Linked DNA regions of Mus musculus: regions 2, 3, 4 and 5 are each linked to region 1. The links are chromatin contacts, called in public Hi-C and promoter capture Hi-C maps. All regions are on one chromosome and are shown on one strand. Each heading gives the region's core, a stretch centred on a gene start, on an enhancer-like site or on the middle of the called end of the contact. The rest is flanking DNA. Distances are from core to core; before and after follow the strand shown.

Region 1 (2,846 bases), core at 157-2,656:
TGACGTCACCAGAGGGCTAAACCAAACTGAGCTGGGTAGAGTCCCCCCATTTCTCCCTTCGGGTTTGTCTCCTTAAAATATAGGCTTTCTTGAGCGCGCCCCAGCTCACATTACTTTTAGATAAAAGAGAATACCGTGAAAGCTTCAGGCTAATAAGACTCATCGTCGCGCGAGCGCTGACGTGGACTCCGCCCACAGACACGCCCCCTCCGCGTCATAGTGGTATCGCCCGGCCTCAACGGGCGGCCTACAAATGAGGCCTGCAGGTGGGAGAGGCGGAGCTGCGCCGCGCTGACGCCGCATCTTCCCGCCTCCCAGTGGGCCGGGCGCGCTTGGGTTAGGCTTCTGAGTGCGGACTGGTAACAAATGGCTGGGCCCTGAAAGCGGAGCGCCCTTGATGGGGGTGGTTTAGGGTAGCCATTCGCGGCTTCCCGCCGCTGTGAGAATTATGTCAGAAAAGAAGGCCTTCCCCCCAGGCAGGGGCGTCACGCGTGGCCGCGGTGGCCGGGGGCGTGAGGTGGATTTGGCCCCCGGAGCCCGGAGTGCCATTTCCCAGACCCACGTGGAGAAGTCCCATGCAGGCAGTAGTAGCTCTGCCAGCTCGTTCGAGTCCTCCCACCCTCTGCGGCGGACCGTCTCCCAACCCCTTCCCTCGACTCGGACGAACGAATCCATTCAGGAGCAGGGGAGTCCTTCGAGTGCCCTCAACATCCCTCAGAGCCTCAGTGATAATTTTGGCCAGAGGAATGCCCAGGGCCTCCGCGTTCACCATCGGGGCGTTCAGGTCCCCACAGTTGCCTCAGACTCCACCCTCCTTAGCTCTTTCTCTCAGCGCATATCCACAGTAGGATCCATCCCAATGCCAGACTCATCCCTATCTGGGCAAAGATTTTCGTTGGCTTCTGTGCAAGTGTCCTCCATGGCTTCTATACTTAGCACTTCTGTTGAGTCAGAACTGGGGTCTATCCCTGCCTCACTGACCAGCACTCCCCAAGGGTCGGCAGTGGAGCCCACTCCATCCCTTCCATCCGTATTGTGTCGCCCCTCCTGGGGATTGGCACCAGAACATCTTATGCACAGAAGCACATCCCTGCCAGACACACCAGACAACTCCCCACTAGAATCGGCAGAAGATTCTCTCAGGCATTCTGTATCAGCCTCTTCTTGGTTATCACCATCAACACTTTCCGCTCCCCGTGACGAATCCCTGTTGCCTATGTCACTCGATAGTCCTATATCCATATCTCCTCCACTGTATGATCAAGGGCCCGCTCCTTTCCATGCCTCTCAAGTGCCTATGCTAGGGCCATCCCTGCCCTGCGTATGGGGCTCTCCCTGGGTATCTCAGCAAGGATCAGCTCCGCCCCTGAGCGCTCCCCTAGCTTTTGCACAAGAGCGCGCTCCGCCTTCAGGGCCGGGCTCTTCCCGGGTATGGATAGATACATCAGCTCCGCCCTCGGACTTCAGTCAAGGGGCGGTACAAGGGTCTGTTCCACCCTGGGCGGTCCCCCCTTTTAAACCCAAGTCTCGGGAGAATTTTACCCAAACCATGACGGATCTGGAGAAGCCCAGTATCACAGGCCACATGTTCGACGTAGTCGTGATTGGAGGCGGCATCTCAGGTTAGTTTGGATCTTTAATAGTAGCATAAGGGGCCCTAGATGACCAGGGGTAGGGAACTTGCAGTGTCCCTGTTGTGTTTGGGAGGGTCTTTCTCCTCCGTGTGAGTGTTAACTATAACAGGGCCCCAGATCCTGCCAGATGGGAGCAGGGGCTTGTCCCTTTGCATACACTGGTGGAGGGAGGCAAAATAATTTGACTCCTAACTACTTAATACTAATGATTAATTAGCTCTTGTTTTGCAATTACATTTAGCAGATTACATGAGTTTCCCCTGTCTTCAACAGTGTGGTGGGTTGGCAACACATTTGCTATTTTACAAAACCAAGCAACTGTGGCTTAAGAGTTTCAGTAACTGTCCTGGTGTCTGAATACCTCCCTGGGAAGCCACAGACCTGTTTTCTCCCATTTAAGACCTTCACTTCCAATTCTATAGGTGGTTGCTTAGCCTCCCTGACTTCACATCCTCTCCTCTGAATAGCACAACAGCCAGTCTATGTATGTACTACTGAAGTAGTAGTAGGATTAGTTCAGTTCAGTTCTTCTCTGAAGCACCATTGCTTAGAAAGTGAGTAGGTAAAAAAAAAAAAAAAAATACGGAGACAGCATCTTTTAGAAAAAAGTAATTTTTTTTTTAAAGAGCTGGAAGTTTCAACGTATTCCTGCTGGGTTTTTTTCAGAACTTGTATAAAAGTGTAGTGAATTGTTCAAAGGGAATCTCTTGTATGCTTTTGCTGAGAGCTGCACTGTCTAAATCTTGTCCTGTGGTATTGGCTTAAATGGCTCATCAAGTAAGGGGAAGATGAAATTTTTTTCTCTATTTTCCTGGAGACCTCATAAATATATGTATATTAAATTGCCACCTATATTGTCATTGTAAAAATTTAGGAGTTATTCTTTGTCTCTAGGTAGAAGTCCAAGCCCTTTCTCTCAAGTGTTAATAATTTCAGAGATGTGTGCAAGATATAATTTAGAGGGAGAAAGACAGTAGGAAGGAGTAAATAGGGTGCCCCCACAGTATCTATTTTAATATATGTTCCCTTTGAGTAGACCATAAACGTGCTTATATAGTTATTTTAGATATAGGTAGCTTTGGACTCAGCCTGTTCAGGATAAACAGTCTAATTATCAGATTGGTATGGACTGTTCCTTTGGCTATCCTAGCCAGTGGCAGCAAGTAATAGGCCTGTGTGTTGCAGTATCAGAAGGAAGCAAATCCTTGTGGA
Region 2 (2,846 bases), core at 135-2,634, 4.3 Mb after region 1:
CTTTAATCCCAGCGCTTGGGTGGCAGAGGCAGGCGGATTTCTGAGTTCGAGGCCAGCTTGGTCTACAGAGTGAGTTCCAGGACAGCCAGGGCTATACAGAGAAACCCTGTCTTGAAAAAAAAACAAAAAACAAAAACAAAACAAAAAACAAACAAACAAAAAGAGAGTTTATGAGGAACATGGCATATATTAAAAGTCCCTGGGTTTTACAAGTACACAGGACTTCCTAGGAGATGGGGGCAGAGAAGACTGACCCAATACATAGGAGGAGGAGGAGGGAAATAAAGTACAAAGCCTATCTATCCCCTTTGGGGAGGGATTGCAAGCTCTGAGGATTTGAGAGACTGTAAACACTGGGGTGGCAGAAGGCTTCTGAACAGACTCATTCATTACAAAAGTGAGATGTGGTTTAAGCTGATACCTATACAACCGCAGAGAAGAAAAGCCATCACATAATAATTAATTAAAGTGAAGGATAGGACAAGGCCATAGACTGGGCTGTTGAAAATGAAAATAAAAATTGCAAAGCACCAAACTGACCCACTGTTAAAAGGAAGCAGCTCAAAGACTGGAGTCTACAAATAAGGGAGAAAAGTTAGGGCGGTGATAACTAGAGGAATATGAATGCAAGCATGCAAACTAATTCACAGTAAGATGGGGGCAATGGGAGGAGGTGGATAAAGTCATGGGCTTATGCACTGGGGACTCAAGGGGGGCAATAATGTAAACTTAGGTGGACTCACTGTTGAACAAACAATGGGGTGTCTTAAGTGGGAACAGTGCCACAGATTGATTCACTACAATAAACATGAGGGGTTCAGTAAACAAAGCCACAGAAGGTTCCCCTTAAATTTGAGGCTAGGGGAAATGGAAACACTTTAGACACAGCTACGACTAAAGGGGGACTGGACAATGCAACAGACTGGTTTCCAATAAGTGGGGGTTGGGGAGGGCAAGACCACGGACGAGTCCATTAAGTTGGGGTGGGGAAAATCATAAGCTCACAGACAGATCCATTATACAGACAGCAGGATGTTAGCCCACGTTCAGATCTACTATAAAGGGCAAAAGGAGCAGGCAATGCACACACAGGGGCAATCAGTTGATGGTAGTGGAGCCAAATACCAGCAGGCTGGGCCAAACCACATCCCTTGCGCGGGGGTGAGGATACGTGGGGTCATGGACAGGGTCCTCCACCTTGTGGGCCTGGGCTCACCTGCGAGTGGCGCGGCGGTGGCAGTGGCAGCTCCGGGGGGCGGGGGCTCCATACGAGGCCCCACCGCCCCCCAGGCCCCGGTTCCAAGGCGGCGGCGGTGGTGGCGGCGACAGCAGAAGCAGCAACCAGAAGCCGCCCCTGCGTTTCCCCACCGCTCACGTGGGCTCTCATGGGAGGAGCCAAGCGTCCTCCTGCTTGCTGATTGGACAAAATGCCAAGGATCCTAAGCACAGGGGCCTGGGTGGTGGAGGAATACTAACAGAGCTGTAACACAATTGGCTTAAAAGGGATTGATGGACTGCGGGTGGCCAACTGAATCTATAGAGGTGTTGGGCGGCGCTAGTGCCTCACGCCGATTGGGTCAAGGAGGACTGCCAAGTGCCAAGGTTTGAGGAGGGATGGGGAGGTCGCCCAGTTCACACCGATTGGCTTAAGTGAGATTGATGGCAGACAGACAGTCCCAGAGGATGGAGGGGTGGTGATGGGCTGTTTTCAGCTGATTGGAGGATTCTCCCAGACAGTGGCCAAAACACCAAAGTAGGTGGTGCTGTACACCATACCGTTCAGCAGAAACAGGACTTATTTAGAAAGGGCCATAGCAGCAGGGTAGGACTCAACTCTGTGGAGGGGGGTAGGGTAACGCTATGGGTAATTAGCTAGGCAAAAACTAACTTTGAATTCAGCAAAAGGTGGAGGCCGGAATGGCTGCCGGATATACAGAGGAAATGTATATGAGAGGTGGAAATTAACTGTCTACAAGGGCAGAGTCTAGCCACAGTCAGTTGTAAGGGTGGATTTAGGTTCTTAGTGATCTATGACTGGACTTAAACCTAGGGACTGTAGGGGCTGTAGCAGGGAGGGCAGGATCTCTGCATACTGTTGAAAGTAGAACTATTAGAACTACGATTTAGGGACCAAGTCAAGGGTTGGGCAGTAGTGTTATTTAGGGTACCTGGATGACCACTGGACTGTGAGAGACAATAAACCTTAAGATCTGAAGTAAAAAGCTGACGGCCATGGAAACAAATTACTTTGAACTGGAACTGTAAAAATTTGTTTCAAGTGTCTCATGTAGCCCAGGATTACCTTAAACTTAAATCCTTCTGCCTCTATCTCTTGAAGTCACAGGTGTGCCACACACCTAGCTTATGTACACAGTACTGGGGACTGAATTTTAAGTTTCATGTGTGACAGGCAAGCATGCTACCAATTGAATCTCATCTTCAGCCCATTCAGTCCATTCTTTATGGTAAGACAAAGGGCACAGATACAAATATCTAGGAAAAGGAATTGTGAGGAGCAGGGCCAAGGTTCTAAAGGCGACAAAAGAGAGTAAAGCATAAAGTCAGGAGAAAAACACAAGTTCTAGGCAAGACCTCTAGAACGTTTTAGAGGTTCTACAGAAAGGATGGGTCTTCCAGTAATTTTGGTCTCTAGGGCACTTAGTAAATTAGTGAGAATTAGGGAAAAAAGGACTATGTGATTCCAAGGCATTCAGGTGCTTTAATATTGGAGGCTGGGAAGATGCAGTCAATGGGGAGATGGCTCTGGGAAATTCTGCAGGCCTTGTAGTTCTCTAAGTCCCTGTAAAAAGAGGACAACGTATACTGAACCGAGGCAGGGTCCAGGT
Region 3 (2,846 bases), core at 123-2,622, 3.8 Mb after region 1:
AAGTAGAATCATATCTACAATATGAAAAACAGACAAAATACAAGAGCTCACATTTCTGTTTAAACCTAGAAATATAAGTGAAAATAACTATATTAATTCATCATAATTGTGAATGATGCATTTTCAATTCTAGCAAGGTAAATTAAAAAAAGTTGTTTTCAAGCATCTGTATTTCAAAGGTCCAGGAACCAGTAGTAAATTATGTACACTTGTTTTATATATTACTACTATACATCATGTCTCCCTTATTTATTTGACGCTATTGTCTTCCATAATTGTGACAATGGCTAAGCAAAACAAAAAGTTGCAGGGCAGATGACCAGGGAGCTGGAACGCAGGGGCATAGAATAGACCAAAGCAGGCATTCATGGTGAACTTTTTCTTGTTTGTTTGTGTTTCTCTGTATAACCCTGGCTGTAGTGGAACTCGCTCTGTACACCAGTTTTACATTCTCTATCCAACCCTCTCTGTCTGTCTCAGCCCTAGTTTAAAGTTTTTTTTCCAAATAATTCTGATAGGCCTACCTAAACTATCCAAGACGGCGACCCCTACTTTTAAGTCAACCGATCTTTAATTATAGTACCAAAATATCTCCCCAGGAACACCTGGACGAGGGTTTGAATAACTGGGAGCTGTAGGCTAAGTCGACATCAGAAAAAAAGAAAAAGAAATCAAGAAGTCCCACCCCATCATAAAGCATTTTTGCTCACAACTGGATTAATGTGTTGTCAATTGCCTCCTGGCTTTTATTATTTATCCATGCTTCAAGTCTAAACGTCAGAAATAATGGTCGTCTTAGAGTTTAGGGACGAATTGCACTCGTAGAACTTTACAATCGAGTCAGGAGGGTGGGAAAGCTCAGGCTGGACTTTGCCGGAGCAGGAGCCAGTGCACCTCGCTGGCCCAAGCGCCTAGCAGGGCTGGGACGCCTCAGGGCAGCAGCGCGCGCAGCAGGAGGGGAGGAGAACCCACCTGAAGCGCCGCGCCGCGCGTGCGGGAGCTTGAGGTGGGTGGAGCCTCGAAGCCGGTGGCGCTCGTGACGGCGCCCAGCCCGCCAGAAGATCGCGCGGCGAGCAGACGGCGGGGAGTCAGCCGGGTAGGGCGAGCGCAGCCGGCGGGGGTGGGGGGAGGTGGGGGGGGGTGGGGCGGGGAGTTGCAGTGATGAGGAAGGAAAGGGAAGAGGCGGAGCGTGGGAGCGCACAGTGTCAGGAATACAATAGTGCTCCGCGCCGCCTCGGCTGCCGCCGCCGCCCAGCAGCCTGTCCAGAGCTGAGGCCTGAAGGGCCAGGCGGCCAGGGCCGGGGGCGGGAGCAGAGCGCTAGGGGGCGGCCCCCTCGGCTCCTCGGAAGGCCCGGCCAGGAGGGCGGGGTGAGATTAGGGGGCAGGTGCGAGGGAGGGAAGAGAAGAAAGCAGGCGGCTAGGGGGCGGTTACCACCCTAGCCAGACTCGCCCGGCACGTTGAGGGGGCCCTCAGTGTGCGGCGAGGAAGGAGCGGAGCGAGACGCTGCGCCGGAGGTAGGCGCTCTCGAGGGTGGCCTCGGCACCAGCGAGGTTGTGGGCGTAGTGCGGGTTTAGTGGCGGGAGTGGCGGCCTCGAGGAGTGGGACGCGAGCGGCGTGGAGCTTGGGGTCCCGGCCTTGCCACCCTCGGGGTCGCTCCAGCTCCACGTAGCGGTTGCCCCGGGGTCCCCCCGAGAGCCCCGGAACACAGAGCGTGTGTGGGCTGAGGTAAAGTGCCCAGTCGCCCCGCTGCTGGTGGCGCGCTGTGCCCGGTGGCCCGGGCGGGGGGTTGGGGGGGGGCGCGCGGACACGGACACACGAGCTGGGCTACAGCCTCCCGGACACCTCCGGAGGCGTTGAGCGCCATAACTGTGGCGGCCGTTCCCTTCGGAGTCCCCTCCGGGTGCCCCTTTCCGTGCTTGTCCTGTGCTATCAGGGACTCTTGGGGCCAGACCTCGGGGCTAGAGGGCATGCTCTTTCTGCTGCCTGTGGCTGCCGGGTCCGAGCAGCGAGAGGGCGCACCCTGGCTGTTTGAGCCTTGCGGAGCGGGAAGATACTGAGGGTCCGGAGAGGGCAAGACGGGCAGTGTGGGGAGCAACCAGGCACTCTGAGAGCTGAAATGCCAACCTAGTGGGAGTGCGGGTGCCCTTCCGTCCTCGAACTTTCCTTTCTCCAGTCATTGTTAGGACGCAGTGAGTGTTCGAAGCCCGCAATCGCCCTGAGGTCTAGGGGTGGGAAAATCGCCAGGGATATGCCAATTAAGGGGAGATTTTTCTGCCACCGGGCATAGTTGTTAACTTTTCTCCAGCTCCTCTGAGGGAGCCACATCGATTTTATTTTATTTTATTTTTTTAATCCTCCCAGCCTTTTCCTCCTGCTTTTCGGAGCAGAGTTTTGGTGGAATTGGGCTTTAAATTACACAGGGCAAACAGCGTTCATTATTTGTAAGGAAGAAAGTGGGGTGGGAAGAAAGTGTGGGGGGGGGGGACTCTTTAGTGAGTGTCCTTAATGGTGGCATGTGAAGATACACTTAAGAGTTTATCTCTTTGCAGCCCTAGGACATACGTACCTTGTAGGGCTTTCACAAGAAACTTGTTTGACCACTCCACTGGCGTTGAGTCACAAGGAAAGATGTGCACAAGGGTCGACCAACCCCGCCTTGTGAGATGCACTTAACTGTAAGGCTGAGGATGAGAACCTCACCCTCCACCCGCCACAGTTTGATTGTATAAGAAATAAAAACCATGGTGACAGAGATTTCAGTGTCCTAGAGGAAAAGGTGACCTCATTCCCTGCGTTCAGTCAGATAAAGATAACTGCTCCTCTCAAAACTCTGAAAAGTAATGAA
Region 4 (2,846 bases), core at 120-2,619, 3.7 Mb after region 1:
GGATTTCAGCTTCTTATTCTGCACTCTGCAGTGATCAAACTTTTGCTATTCTATGAATATAAATTAGCAGCAGGGCTCTAATACAAAACTATCCTCACATAGAACTTTGATCTGACTGAAGAAAAAGGCAGTAATGCACAGCTTTTATTGTCCAAGACCTGGAGCTTAACTTTCAGGTCATTTATAATTCTTAAGCACTGTACCCTTCTTCCTGGTTGTACAAAAAGGGCAGGAAGTGAAAGGAGGAACAATCTTAATGCCCAAATTGAGTCAGAGGCTCTTTTAGAATCTACATTAAATGTGATAGGTATGGTCAAGTAAAAAGATAAACAAATTTGAAAGTGCTAGTCTGCATTTGATGTCTTATCATGATGTTTTAATACTGTATCTCAGAGAAATCAACTTATTATGAAAGCAATACATGGGCATTGTACTCAAAGTCCACCCAAATACAACAAATGTTAATGATTGTGTATATTTTTATGTTTTCACGCGAACTTTGTACCATTTGCTTTGAACAGATCAGGTTGTTTATATGATAGGGTTTATATCCTCTATTAGACTTTGCACTGCTTGAGTTCCTAAAGCTCCTTTGTGGTGAGTCAACATGCCTCTCTTACCCTCTATAGTTGGACTACTGTCTTTTGGAAGAGATTGGAAAAAGGTTATATGTGCTTCTGTCATTGGATGCATAAGCTGAGAGATTCAAAGGTACATGCCTTTTTGTAATATCCTTTTGCTCCCAGATTCACTGTTCTAGTAAGGAGACAATACTAGGTTTTTATCCTAAATACTTGTCCAATTTTGGAGAGATAAGTGGAAGCTTTTAGACATCCCTCAAAGGATTGGAGAGATGGCTCAGTGTTTAAGATCATTTGCTCCTCTTGCAGAGGATCCAGGTTCGCTCCCTAGCACTTGCTTGATGGCTTACAACTATTAGTAACCAGGAGATTTGAGCCCTCTCCTGACCTCTACAGACACCAGACATGAACAGTTCGACCAGAAGCTTGTGGGTTCCCTAGAAAGGTACTGAAAGGGAGGAGTGAAGGACACAAATTTGTTTTACAAAATCAGCAAGATTTTTTTCCCTAGCAATTTTTGTCATAAAACAAGTCCACTACTCTGTATGGCATCCCCTCCAGAGCTTAAATTTTGGAAACTTTCGAAATTTGAGCACCGGGTCAGGAAAAGGTACTCAGCCCAATCAAACAGCAGCCAGCTAGCCCAGCCTAGTTCACTAGAGGGGAGAAGCTGGGGGTGGAGTAGGACCGACCTGGGGACGGGGCCCTCGGTGAGAGCACCTGAGCTGGCCAGCCCCCCGCTGACGTAGGATTGGTGAATGAATACTTTGGCCTGAGCTCATAGGAGCAGAGCAGCTTGCGAGGCATTGATTGGCTCAGAGGCTGCTGCCCGCTTATTGGTTGCCATAGGTCGTCACGGAGACCTAGGGGGTTGGGCGGAGAAGGGTGTTGGGCCTGGCGGGAGTGCTGAGGGTTCCTGGCGGCGGGGCTGCTCCCCTGGGCGGTGTCCGGGGAGCTGTTGGCCGAGTCACCCTGGCTTCCCGCCACCCTCTGAAAGGTGTCTGAGCGAGTGGGGTCCACTACCAAGACCCTTAGGCCGCACCATGGGCTGCTGCTTCACTAAGAGGAGGAAGAGTGAAAAGGCTGAGGGAGAGGAGGAGCAGCCCAAGCTGTACAGCTGGGACCAGCGGGAGAAGGTGATGTTTTGGGGATCCCTTGCTTTGGGCCCTCCTCGGCTGCCCTTTGCAGCAGATGAAAGCGGGCAGTTTGGCGGGTGGCCCACAACTGGCTTTCACTGGCGCGCACAGGCAGCTGAAGTCGCACGACTTTGGGGGCGGGATGTGAAGGGCCCAAAGGAGGCATAGAGTTAGTGGTCAGCCTAACTAGACTCCCAGGGCCTCTCTGTAGGCTCTGCACCCCGACTCCGGATTCTAGAAAGGACTCCAGGGAGGGAAAGAGCCAGGAAGGTGCTGAATCTCCAATCAGCTCATTTCACCAGCGTTGGCCAAAGGGGTTTGGTCCAGTGGTCGAATTACACACGCAAGACTGGTTCTCATCTTTTCTGCGGTTTGTATTCCCAAGCTGTTACTCTTTTGTCTGCTCTCCTCTGAAAATCGCTTTTGGTGCCTCTTGGTGTTACTCAGTTATTAAATGGACTGTTTCATGTCTACCTTTATTCTCGTCTTCCATTTATCAGAAAAGAATAATGAAAATTGAGGCAGTCTTGGAGTGTATTGTGTAAGGTGAAAGTACCCAACACAAACCAGGAAGTAGTTTATTATTGCAGCTTTATATGAACGAAAATGCCATATATATATATATGTACACACACACATACACACACACATATATACATATGTGTGTGTGTATATATATATATATATATATATATATATATATATATATATATATATATATATATATATATATATATATATATATATATATATCTCAAAAGGTTTGAAAAAGTCTCCTAATCTTGCACAAAACACACTTACTTAGGCATACATTTCACAATGGTTCCTCTTTCTACAAAGTTCTTCTTTTCTTCTTAGTGTAGTTGCTTTGTAAAACACTTAATAGACATCAATTATTATAGTTTCTCAAACAAAATAAGAACGCTTGTTCTTTTAAATGGGTGTCATGAACAGTTAACTATTGCTTAATGCAACAACTTTGACCAGAAGTACTAAAGTCTTGTTTTGTTATAACCAGTCATCCTGCATCCTTGTTTGGTATGACAAATCATCCTGCATCATTTCAAATCCCCAGCAGAATTTAGGCATTCATATAAATGACATTTTCAAAATGTTGGCTTTTAACAAA
Region 5 (2,846 bases), core at 209-2,708, 3.3 Mb before region 1:
TAGAGGAGGAAAATTGAGAACAAAAGCCGAAAAGCAACTTGCCTAGGGATTGTTTTATTGTTTCCGTATCTCTTTAAAAGTTCAGTTTCAATTTTACAAACTGGAAAAGTAGAAGAGTTTGTACAGTAAACTATGTGATGAGAAGTAATTGTTTGAATTCTGGCAGCAGAAGGCCCCTGGTGGGGGGGTTGGGTTTGGGGTTGAGGTGGGGGGGGTGCTGAGTCCTGTGTTTTATTTGTGAAACTGAGGGTCAGAAAGGAGTATCTTTTAGGTAACTTGTGTGCTGCCATTGCCTAAAAGCTGAGGGCTCAATATATTCTTTTGGTTTTGTTGTTTAAGGGTATGTGTTTTTGAAGCTGAGTCTTGGGGGGTGGTCCGCCTAGAAGCGGGGTCCACCAGAATCGGCCCGTTTGATGACAGACCCCTTTTTCCTCCATATTCTGTCTAGTGGAGAGAGAGGCCTGAGGCAAGTTATCTCGGTCAGGGAGACACAGGTTGTGTCCAGTCACACATTCTCGCCTCCCTGGGGTCCCTTACTGTGCCAACAGCCACAGGCTGGTGCCAGGAATGCCACGCGGAAGGACACAGGGGCCTACAATAAGTGACTCTTTCACAAACGAGAGAGGCTCCGGGTCCCGGGAGGGTCCTGGATTGCCGGCTCTAGATTCGCGTGAGATAGTTTTATTGTTCCTTCAGAGTGGGGCTGTGGGAGTGATGCTATCTATAGGCAACGGCGATCTGAAGCCTACAGCAACCCGCACATCCCCTACAGTCCCTGCTCAGATGGACTCGGGTCACCATGCAGCCTTCCACCTTTCTGCTTCTCATTTCTAGTTCCCTTCCCCCTTTCTCCTCCCCGCCCTCCCGCAGTTTTCCCGTCCCTCCCTCCCATTCCCAGCACTAGTCAAGCGAGTTTCCCTTCTTCACAAGATGGCCACCTTGCTGGACACCCACGGTCACGTGATCCCACTGCCCTCCACGCAGAGCCAGGGCTCATTAGTTAGGCCAGACAAAGCCCACTGCATCATCTCCACGCCCGGGGACGGAGAGGAAGGGACGAGTGCTAGAAAGAAGGACGAAAACTGGGTACACAGGGGAGGAGCAGCCAATCAACCTAGTTTAAAGCTTAGGGCCTTAAGGCTAGAGGACGGTCAGCAATCATTTCTCGCGAGATCTCGAGAAAACAGTAAGATTAGGGGACCGGTGGAGACCAGGGGATAGCAAACCCAGGAGAACCAGAACCACATATACCCAAGGCTTCTTTATGAGCCGACGAGGACGCGGGTAACTGGACTGATTAGGAAATCTCACGGGACTCAGCCGAGCAACGCACCGTAAGCAGGCAGAGCTCCTAACGGCAGTGGCCGGCCGCCCGGGAGAGGAGGGCACACGTCTTACGTGCTGACGTAGCAGTCCTCCGAGTCGGTATATAAGGTCGGTGGCCGCGCGGTGCGCTTCAAAGCCGCAGTTCTCCCGTGAGAGGGCCTTTGCGGTAGAGGCAGCCTTTGCTCAGCAGCGGAAGACTCCGATTTCTCGGTACTCTTCAGGGATGAGTCATGTGGCAGTGGAAAATGCGCTCGGGCTGGACCAGCAGGTGAGCCTGAGCCGCGGGGGTCGCTGCATCACTTTGCCCCCTGCCCTAGCCTGCCTTGTGGCGCAGCTCTTTAAGTTCTGCTTTTTGCCTTCCCGTCTCCCTGGACGGCTCGGGCCGGCGGGTGGCCAGTGGCTAGGGGCTCTGGAGGGACTGGATGCTTGCGGGGGGAGTGCTAGAGCCGGTGATTCCTCCGGCTCGGCTCGGTGCGCGGTATTGTCCCTGGCCCGAGCACAATGGCGGCTTTTGTGTCTGTGCGCAGGCGAGCGGAGGGGGAGGGGGCGCGCGCATTCGGGCGCACGCGCGTCCCCTGGTTGATTAGTGACCCGCAGGTGGGGATCGGGGCGGTCGGGGGGGGGAGATTGCCCCGCGTGGCGTGGCGGGGCCCGGGTGGATGGTTTTGGCCCCGGATTTCCGGGGCTTTGGGCTTCCATGGCCCCAGTGGCTGTGGTTTGGAAATTAGGGAGCTGGCGGCGGCGCGCGGGCTGGCCGAGTGGCCCCGCGGCGCTGGAATGTGGGAGGGGGCGCCGCGGGAGGGGGGCTGGCCTCTGCGCGGGCTAATGGCGGCGGCCTCCTTTGTGTGGCGCAGGCCGGCGGTGCTGCGCGGTCGCCCCCCCACCCCCATCCCCATCCCCCCGGGTCTGCCCGCCAGCGGGTTCGCCTGCAAGCCAGCTGGGTTGCTTCGGCCCCGCCGGCCCGGTGCGTCGCGGCAGGGGAGGCCGCGGTTCCCGAGTGGAAAGTTTTGTGACGCAGAAATTTCAGGGCGGATTGGGCGGGGGGAGGAGGGGGAGGGAGGCCAGGGCCGCTGCGTGCGCACTTGCGCCGGGCTTGGCGGTGACGCGAGCCACCCGGCGCGGCCCTTGCTCAGCCTTAGGCTCCAGGAAACGACCGCGCGGCCCGAGCCGGGCACGCCCGCCCTTTACCTGGGCGCAAGGGAGGACCACGCGCCTTGCGAGTGATGGCCCACTCTGGGATCCTCTAGAGGCAAAATGCCCAGAATATGGCAACAGATAACTTGTTGCTGCCATCGAAGTAAAATTGGGAGATTGGTCAGGCCTGGTTTCTGATTACTTAATCGAGACTCCATTTCTAGATTTAGAGGCCAAGGAGATGAGGGTCTGGTGCCTTCTGCCTGACCTATGACCTGCTACAGTAAATCTTCCATGTTGTGACACATTGTAACTTAAGGGACACTGGTAACATTTTCCATTCTAAATGATACTTATACTAAAATGATACTATTGTTGAACTATAT

What was found. Promoter capture Hi-C pulls out the DNA fragments that hold promoters and counts their contacts. A called contact is a pair of places that touch in the nucleus more often than the background predicts.
Region 2: a contact with region 1 is called in a Hi-C map of CD8 T cells, with 6 times the contacts expected there. The contact joins the promoter of Elk1 here to the promoter of Maoa in region 1. A contact is called at or near these places in 1 of 39 promoter capture datasets (pre-B cells) and 1 of 484 Hi-C or Micro-C datasets (CD8 T cells).
Region 3: a contact with region 1 is called in a promoter capture Hi-C map of pre-B cells. The contact joins the promoter of Jade3 here to the promoter of Maoa in region 1. A contact is called at or near these places in 2 of 39 promoter capture datasets (cranial neural crest and pre-B cells).
Region 4: a promoter capture Hi-C map of second pharyngeal arch cranial neural crest shows a contact between it and region 1. The contact joins the promoter of Rp2 here to the promoter of Maoa in region 1. A contact is called at or near these places in 3 of 39 promoter capture datasets (cranial neural crest, pre-B cells and second pharyngeal arch cranial neural crest).
Region 5: a promoter capture Hi-C map of pre-B cells shows a contact between it and region 1. The contact joins the promoter of Ddx3x here to the promoter of Maoa in region 1. A contact is called at or near these places in 2 of 39 promoter capture datasets (cranial neural crest and pre-B cells).

What each region holds. Positions count from the first base shown.
Region 1 is chrX:16,618,292-16,621,137 of GRCm38.p6, forward strand. Maoa (monoamine oxidase A) reads left to right here and starts at 1,407. Exons shown (of 15, transcript NM_173740.3): 1 at 1,407-1,622. The coding sequence starts at 1,550.
Region 2 is chrX:20,949,224-20,952,069 of GRCm38.p6, forward strand. It overlaps Elk1 (ELK1, member of ETS oncogene family), which reads right to left and starts at 1,385. Exons shown (of 6, transcript NM_007922.5): 1 at 1,217-1,385. It overlaps Uxt (ubiquitously expressed prefoldin like chaperone), which reads right to left. Exons shown (of 7, transcript NM_013840.3): 7 at 2,442-2,800. The coding sequence ends at 2,747.
Region 3 is chrX:20,424,316-20,427,161 of GRCm38.p6, forward strand. It overlaps Jade3 (jade family PHD finger 3), which reads left to right and starts at 1,373. Exons shown (of 13, transcript NM_199317.2): 1 at 1,373-1,515.
Region 4 is chrX:20,363,112-20,365,957 of GRCm38.p6, forward strand. Rp2 (retinitis pigmentosa 2 homolog) reads left to right here and starts at 1,370. Exons shown (of 5, transcript NM_133669.5): 1 at 1,370-1,717. The coding sequence starts at 1,625.
Region 5 is chrX:13,279,564-13,282,409 of GRCm38.p6, forward strand. Ddx3x (DEAD box helicase 3, X-linked) reads left to right here and starts at 1,459. Exons shown (of 17, transcript NM_010028.3): 1 at 1,459-1,594. The coding sequence starts at 1,550.